Regions from separate parts of the Sus scrofa genome. Here region 1 is linked to region 2. Evidence: chromatin contacts called from public Hi-C data. All regions are on one chromosome and are shown on one strand. Each heading gives the region's core, a stretch centred on a gene start, on an enhancer-like site or on the middle of the called end of the contact. The rest is flanking DNA. Distances are from core to core; before and after follow the strand shown.

Evidence for each region. A called contact is a pair of places that touch in the nucleus more often than the background predicts.
Region 1: a contact with region 2 is called in a Hi-C map of liver, with 6 times the contacts expected there. The contact joins the promoter of ISCU here to the promoter of MVK in region 2. A contact is called at or near these places in 2 of 47 Hi-C or Micro-C datasets (heart right ventricle and liver).

What each region holds. Positions count from the first base shown.
Region 1 is chr14:42,220,882-42,224,491 of Sscrofa11.1, reverse strand. It overlaps ISCU (iron-sulfur cluster assembly enzyme ISCU, mitochondrial), which reads left to right and starts at 1,922. Exons shown (of 6, transcript XM_003359136.3): 1 at 1,922-1,976; 2 at 1,979-2,049. The coding sequence starts at 1,937. It overlaps SART3 (squamous cell carcinoma antigen recognized by T-cells 3), which reads right to left and starts at 740. Exons shown (of 19, transcript XM_005670755.3): 1 at 196-740. The coding sequence starts at 510. It overlaps LOC106507249 (a long non-coding RNA gene), which reads right to left. Exons shown (of 2, transcript XR_002338860.1): 2 at 3,209-3,610.
Region 2 is chr14:41,355,808-41,359,260 of Sscrofa11.1, reverse strand. It overlaps MVK (mevalonate kinase), which reads left to right and starts at 1,824. Exons shown (of 12, transcript XR_002338383.1): 1 at 1,824-1,979; 2 at 3,322-3,413. MMAB (cob(I)yrinic acid a,c-diamide adenosyltransferase, mitochondrial) reads right to left here and starts at 1,674. Exons shown (of 9, transcript XM_001929194.4): 1 at 1,492-1,674; 2 at 214-275. The coding sequence starts at 1,607.

The DNA.
Region 1 (3,610 bases), core at 673-3,172, 870 kb before region 2:
GGGAAATACGCTACTTCCTTCACCGGGTCGTGTGAGGGTTCAACGGGATAACGGTTGCAAAGCTCCGATCGAGCGGTAAGCGCTTGAAGGTCTGGTTTGGCGGCCTTGGCGGCTTTATTCCCGCCGAAGACCGGGGAGGCGGGCCGGGGCCTAGGGACCCAAGGAAAGAAGCCCGCCGCCCACCCCGCGGCCCACCTGCTCCTCCAGTCGCTCGATCTCCAGCTGGTTCTTCTCCTCCTCTTCGTCGTACTCCCACTCGTACTCCCCGGGGGAGCTCTCGGCTGAGGAAGCCATGGCGTACTCCTCATCTCCATCGCTCTCACTCACGCCTTCCTCCTGCTGGTCCCACTCTGGCCCGATGGTCTTGTACGTCGCAGCAGCCACAGCCCGCGATAACACCTTCCTCCTCGTCCTGGCCGCCTTAGCCTCATCTTCTTCTCCCTCGGCCTTGGGCCCGGCCTTTGGCTCTGCCTCCGCTTCCGAAGCCGATGCTGCGGCCGCCGTCGCCATCTTGCGCTTCCAGTGCCTCCTGGGTCCTCACTCAGCCGCCAAAGACCCTCTGAAATAGGAGCTGCCCGCGGAGCGCGCCTGATCAAAATCCCCCTCTCTTGCCACCTAAAGAGAAACTGTGAGCCTCAGATGAGGGAAAAATCTAGAAATACAACAAATCTATGTCACTTTATATGCTTTTAGTAATTCTCCTTAAGGGTAAAAAACTCGCTAACAGGGCATGTGTTCCGCCACAACTCGGGACAGAAATTAGGTCCTTAGACAGGAAGTGGACGCCATAGAGGAAGTCATGGACAGAGCGTGATGATCGACGTTCAGTGTTTGGCGCCATCTTGAGAAGGTCAAAATGATTCTTGGCATAAACGGCTCTTACTGCCTGGTCTGACTTGGCGCGTAGTTCAGTCTCCCCAGCAACCGAGCCTCACATGCAGAGAAAAGTCCAAGTCCTCAGGGAAGGATCAATTGCACGACTCATGAGAAAAACTCATTTCCCCTTTATGTAATGCCTGGTGCCTAGTAGTTAGACACACACGTGAGTTTTCATTTTATAAGCTCCTGTTCTGTAACCCAACATTAATAAATCATATTATTAAGCATCTATTTAGAATCTCTTCATTGCCAGGCCTTGTCATATAAATTGTGTTTGCTTTTTAATAAAGGAATAGACATAAACGTAAATTTTTATTAAGTTTGGACAAAGTATTCGTTTAATTAAGCTTCCTATTTTTTGAGGTAGGAAAGTCTTGCTGTGTCTATTGCCTTTCTCTCTCGTTAGCAAGCTTAATTATGTCAGAAATTATGTCTGTTTTTGTTTGGGATCCCCAAAACACCCCGACACAAAGTGGACATTCAAAACATACTTGCTCAACGGGTGAAATAGTTGTCCTTGAATTAGTACACAAGAGATCAAGGTTTAGAAGGACGATGTCATTCGTCTAGGATCACACAGCCAGTAAGGAGCAGAGCTGGGATTCTAGTTGAGGATTGTCCAAGTTTGCATCCCAACTGAGTCTAACTCTCAGGGCAACCTCAGACAAGTTCCTAAACCTCTCTGACCCTCAACATTCTAAGCAGCAAAACAGGGCTAAGAAAGGTGGAATGGTTGATCCTCTGTGCCGCATTCCGGCAGTGGACTTTGTGAACATAAATTTGCGTCCGGAACTCCAGCCTGAAGCCCCTCAGACCCATAACCCAGCACGGAGGAAAAACCGTCCTGCGAATTCAGACCTTTGGGCTCCACGCCTCGCCGGACTCGGAGGGGCGTGGTCAAGGCGGGGCCAAGGCGCGGACTCAAGCACCGAGCGGGAGGGCGCAGGCGCAAAGTCGCCGGGACTTTAGAGGGGCGCGCTCCAAGCCGGGTGCCAACTCGTGCACGAGCCCCTCCCCTCGGTCTCGCGTTCGGCCTGCGCAGGCGCAAGTCCGCAAGATGGCGGCGGCTGGCGCCGGCCGTCTAAGGCGGGCGGCTTCGTCCTGCTGCTCCCGGTCCCGCGCCTGCCTGCTCGGGAGCTGTCAGCTCCGGCTCGGCTCTATCACAAGAAGGTAGGGGCGGGCGAGGGCGTGCGCGGGGCCTGCACCAGCCGGGGAACTAGGACCGCCGAGAGGACTTAGGCGTACTACCAAAGGCCTGGCCTAGGGACGACTGGCCGGCCGGCTTTGCGCGGCCCGGGGAACGCCACTGCGGCCCAGGAAACGGGGCGCCCCTCGCACGAGTCCGCCTCGACCAACTTTCTCTCGATGCGCAAGTGCACTAACGGCGCCTGAAATAAGAATGACAGTTTCGGCTCGTCCAGCGGCGACTGCCCGTGGGCCCGGCCGCTGTCTTTAATCTCTTGCACCCAAGCCTTTAAAATTCCCAACCGCCCAGCAAGCAGGGTTCTGCTGTGACCTGACAGCCGAACTCCAGGGACAGACACACACAGAATGGCGCGGGCTCCGGCCTCACCTAAGGCCACTGCTCTAGCCAGGTGACCTTGGGCAAGTTACTGCTCTGAGCTGAACCTGTTTTACCACTTATCATATGGGGGGGCTCTTAGCAGTCCCCCTACACGAGACCGTGCCTGCGGGGTCCTCCTCTGCTTGGTGCCTGGCACAGGGAGGCCACTTAGGGTGCTGCTGCTATTATTGTTGTAGGAGCTCAGAGCCTCCGAATGGGGATGGACATGTAACCAAGTCATAATGCTTTCATTTTTGTTTAGTTTTGTTTGGGGTGGTGGGGAGCTGTGAGTAGAGATAGGTGCGTAGTTTGAAGACTTTACATTCCAGGGGCGTGAGGTCCGTAAACGTAAAACTCTTTCACTCTAGAACCGGTTAACTACAGAATGCAGCAGATCAACACGGGGCAGAAAGTCTAGACTGGACTTTGTCTTGTAGGTCCTAGGGCTTGGACTCAAAATCCGTGGACAGATAAGTGGGCGGAGGGGACTGGAAGATTGGGATACTTACGGCTAACTAGTAAACAGACCTCAAAGTTTTTAAAACCTTCCATGTGCCAGTTTGAGCTTTTTTGCTTTGTTTTGGGTTTGTTTTTTGTTTTTCTCTTCTGGCTGCAACGCATTTGCCCATGTTCTTGTCTTCCCCAGCTCAGGAGGGTGTGTTGTTGACAGTCCACGCAGAACGAATTGGTGCTCTCAGCCTTGCAGCCACCAGGGCGCACTGTGCACCAGAGGGTTCAGGGCCCTGAAATACAGTGAAAGGACTGTTTTTATTTATTATCGCCCACAAGTGGACGCATTCCTAGTCTTGTCCCTCCTGTAATAGTCTCCTTGAAGCTTCTGGGAAACACTTATTTCTGGACCATACTTACTTTTACAATTTTTGAATGGTAAGTATTATGCTTTGATAGATCCTTTGAGATGTATCTTATGGAGATAAAAAATGGTGTTTGAGCCCAACTCTGATGCCTCAGGTGGTTAAAGGTCAATTATTTGTGGTTCAAAACCCTGCAGAACAAAGCCAGATCTTGCAGATTTTTCTGCCTTATTATGAATCTCTGAAGGTAATTGGAGAGGCGACACACAAAGACTTTGGGTGGCCAGTGGTTCTCATTGACCTGAGCATAAGCCTTCCCGCCCAGGTAAAACTTGGTATTTCGTGACACCTG
Region 2 (3,453 bases), core at 575-3,074:
AAAATATAAAGACACACACACTTGTATCCAATGGATTCCAATTTGAACTGCTCTGCAACTCACGTTTATCACTTAATATATCTTGGGCCCTTTCATGTCACATCACATTTTGATCTGTCACATACTTTGCAGTGTCTGCAAAGAAGGCAGAAGAACTTTAAAATGGAAGAATCTTCCATCTCTCTCTGTATTTTTCGCCTGTCCCCACCCTACCTTTGTCTCCTGTCTTGGTGTAGATCTTGGGGATTTTGGGCGTCTTTGAGGAAGGCTGTGGCCTAAGGAGAAACAGACAGCAAGAGGTGGTGAGTGGATGTAAATCAACTATAATGGAAAAAATAAAAATCTTTAAAAAAAGAGGTGGTGAGTGGGGATGGCCTACACCATGGGGCACCTCCATCAGTGGGTCACAGTTTGCTATCTGAACTCAATGGCAGCACTTATCTGCCTCTGCTTGGATCTCCTGTTATCTTTCCCCTCTGCTGCTCTTATTTTTAAGCTCTTTGTGGGCAAGCTCTGAATCTTGCCCACATCCATAGCTTCCCAGTAGCTGAAGTAGTGTAGCGCTCAATAAATACAGGCTGAAAGAATTTATCAATCATTTTCTGTAGTCTCTGTTCTGTGATAGGTAAATTAATGACACTATCACCTAGAATTATCTCTGGAAGCTTCCCAAGCCCTCAAGGGAGGCACTACCCATGACCTTCATTTTAATGAGGAATCTCTAGCTCACGAATGAGACTCACCTTCCCAGGTCATCCAGGGAGGAAGGAATCAAGCTGGGATTCTTGCCCATGACTACCTTACTCCACATTCCAAACAGTTACCTCTGTTCTACTCAAAACTTTGACCATCTACTCCACTAAGCCAGGGACTCTTGGAGTGAAAAAACCCTGGGCTATTTGCATACTGTGAAGCTCCCAAGTGCACTCCGAAATGAAGAACTGCCAAAACAGGGTTCAAAAACTGGCATTTTCAAATAGCAACATAACACTTTTAATACACACTTCAGCATTAAAAAGTGACATTAAAAGGTTATTCAAATGTTCAATTACGGATCTATTAAATATATTAATCCATTAAGTCAGGTTCTGAGGTCTGGGAATAGGGTGCAGATTTCAAGATATATGACAGCCACCTTTAGATTGTGTTGGTGTATCTCTGTGTCTTAAAGTATAAACTAAGTTGGAGATAGGTCAAAATCTGAATTGCGGCCCCTCCTGATTGTAAGGCCAGTCAAGATGACCCTCTTGGCCCACAGAGGATACATCCTGTCCTGATGAATGCTAGACTTCGTTTGGACTTGTCTTGTGCCAAGACACCTTGATTTCCAGCTTCCACAGAGCCTGTGTTGCCATGTGACGTCAGGGCTACAGAGCACGTCACCTGGGATAACTGCGGCGACGCCCCAGGGGTATGACGTAACCAGGGCGACGAAAACACAATTCACTGCAGGTACCCGAGTTATGCCTACCGTCCCAGGCAGGCACTCACCTCTCCCCGTCTTCCACGCCTTGGGGGCCACGGCTCTGAAAACGGAGACACAGTAGCCTGCGGGCACCAAGGCACCCACGCAGGCCAAGGCGACCTCCCGGGCCCCATATAGCCATGAGCCAGGCTTCTGATTGAGGGCTGACCCTGACAGGCTCCCGTCCAGGTTCCTGGATGACACCACCTACCGCCGGCCGCGCCACCACTCAGCCGCCGTCTTCCATTGGTCCGTGGCTCTCGCCCCAGGGCGGGACACTCCCAGGGATTTGTTTCCATTGGTTCACACAGGAGAGGGGCGGGGAAATCCACGAGGACTTGGCTAGCAACGTCTATTGGCTACTACTCAAGCCAATTGGTAAAAAGAGACTCCCGGCCCGCGCGCTCTGATTGGCTGGGCGGATGGGCTCGGCCACCACCCCATGGCGCTTCAGAGCTCGCGGGTTGAGTCCGGGAGCTGTTCGGGATCTGGAGCCGAGAGCCTGCAGTCGCAGGTGAGAAATCGGAGTCGTGGTCCCTGGTGGGGCCAAGTCCGAGGCTGAGACCTAGGACGACCCCGGCTGGGCTCTTGGCTTCTCTGGCTCAGTTTCCCCAATTCTGAGCATCCGTCCTGAGTGGCCCACGACCTCGAATCTGGCAGACGGGATTTTGATTTTTGGGCAAGCAACAGGTTTCCCGGCTCCGAGCCTGAGTTTCCCCTCCCCTTCTAAGAAACGGTACTTAGCTCATACTGCGGTTCAGGCCTCGTTCTATTGAGGTGATATACGGAAAGCCTTAAATAGATGGTAATTTTATACGGTTTACAAAAATCTTAAATGCACACAACGTGCACCTAGCAAGTTACTTTCTAGCAGTCTGTCTTGTAGAGATTCTCGCTTAAATGTCACCAAAAAAAAAAAAAAAAAAAAAAAGGAGGGGGTTGTAAGAGCTGTTTTCTGTGGCCTATTTTTAATTATGAAATGTTAGTAACAGCCTAAATGTCCAGGAAAGAGTTCTTTCTGGTCCATGATTTCATTTACATTTCTACCTTTATGGAGTTCCTTCTGTGGATCAGTGGGTTAAGAAGCTGCCTGCAGTGGCCTGGGTGCACCTGCAGCTCTGATTCAGTCCCTGGCCGGGGAACTTCCACATGCTAAGAGTGCAGACATTTTTTAAAAAATTGTAGTAATAATAAAATTGCAACCAAGAACCAAGCCAGTAATAAGTAGCTGTCAGCAATTGAGTGATTATGATGTACCAGACATTGCTGTTTCCCTTCCATTATTAACCTTCTCAAAATCCATCGAGTTAAGTTCACTTATTGCTCCATGCAGCTTTTTGTGTCTGTGTGTGTGTCTTTTTTTTAGGGCCGCCCCTGCGGCATATGGAAGTTCCTAGGCTAGGGGTCGAATTGGAACTGTAGCTGCTGGCCTACACCACAGCCACAGCAACACCAGAACAAAGCTGCATCTGTGACCTACACCACAGCTCCCGGCAACACCAAATCCATAACCCACCAAGTGAGGCCAGGGATTGAACCCCTGTCCTCATGGATAGTAGTTGGGTTTGTTACCATTGAGCCAAGAGGAGAACTCCTCATGTGGCTTTTGAGGAGACTGAGGTCCATAGCCATTTGAGTGAGTTAACTAAGATGATATCACTGGGGATGGAAGAGCTAGATTGGAACCCAGATCTTTTTGATATCTCTTGTTGACTGCTGCTCTGCACTGCCTTTTAGGCATATACCACATGCTGAATGGTCGCTGCCTCTTTTTTGTTGTTTATATTGGTGAGCTTGAACTAAGCATTCTTGAAGATCTGGAGACCTTCCAACTTCTTTCTGGCTTTCCTTTTCAGGATTCCCAGGAGCCATGTTGTCTCAAGTCCTGCTGGTGTCCGCTCCAGGGAAAGTCATCCTTCATGGAGAGCATTCTGTGGTCCATGGCAAGGTACAAGGCCCCCTGAACCTTTGAGGAATGGGAGCTACTT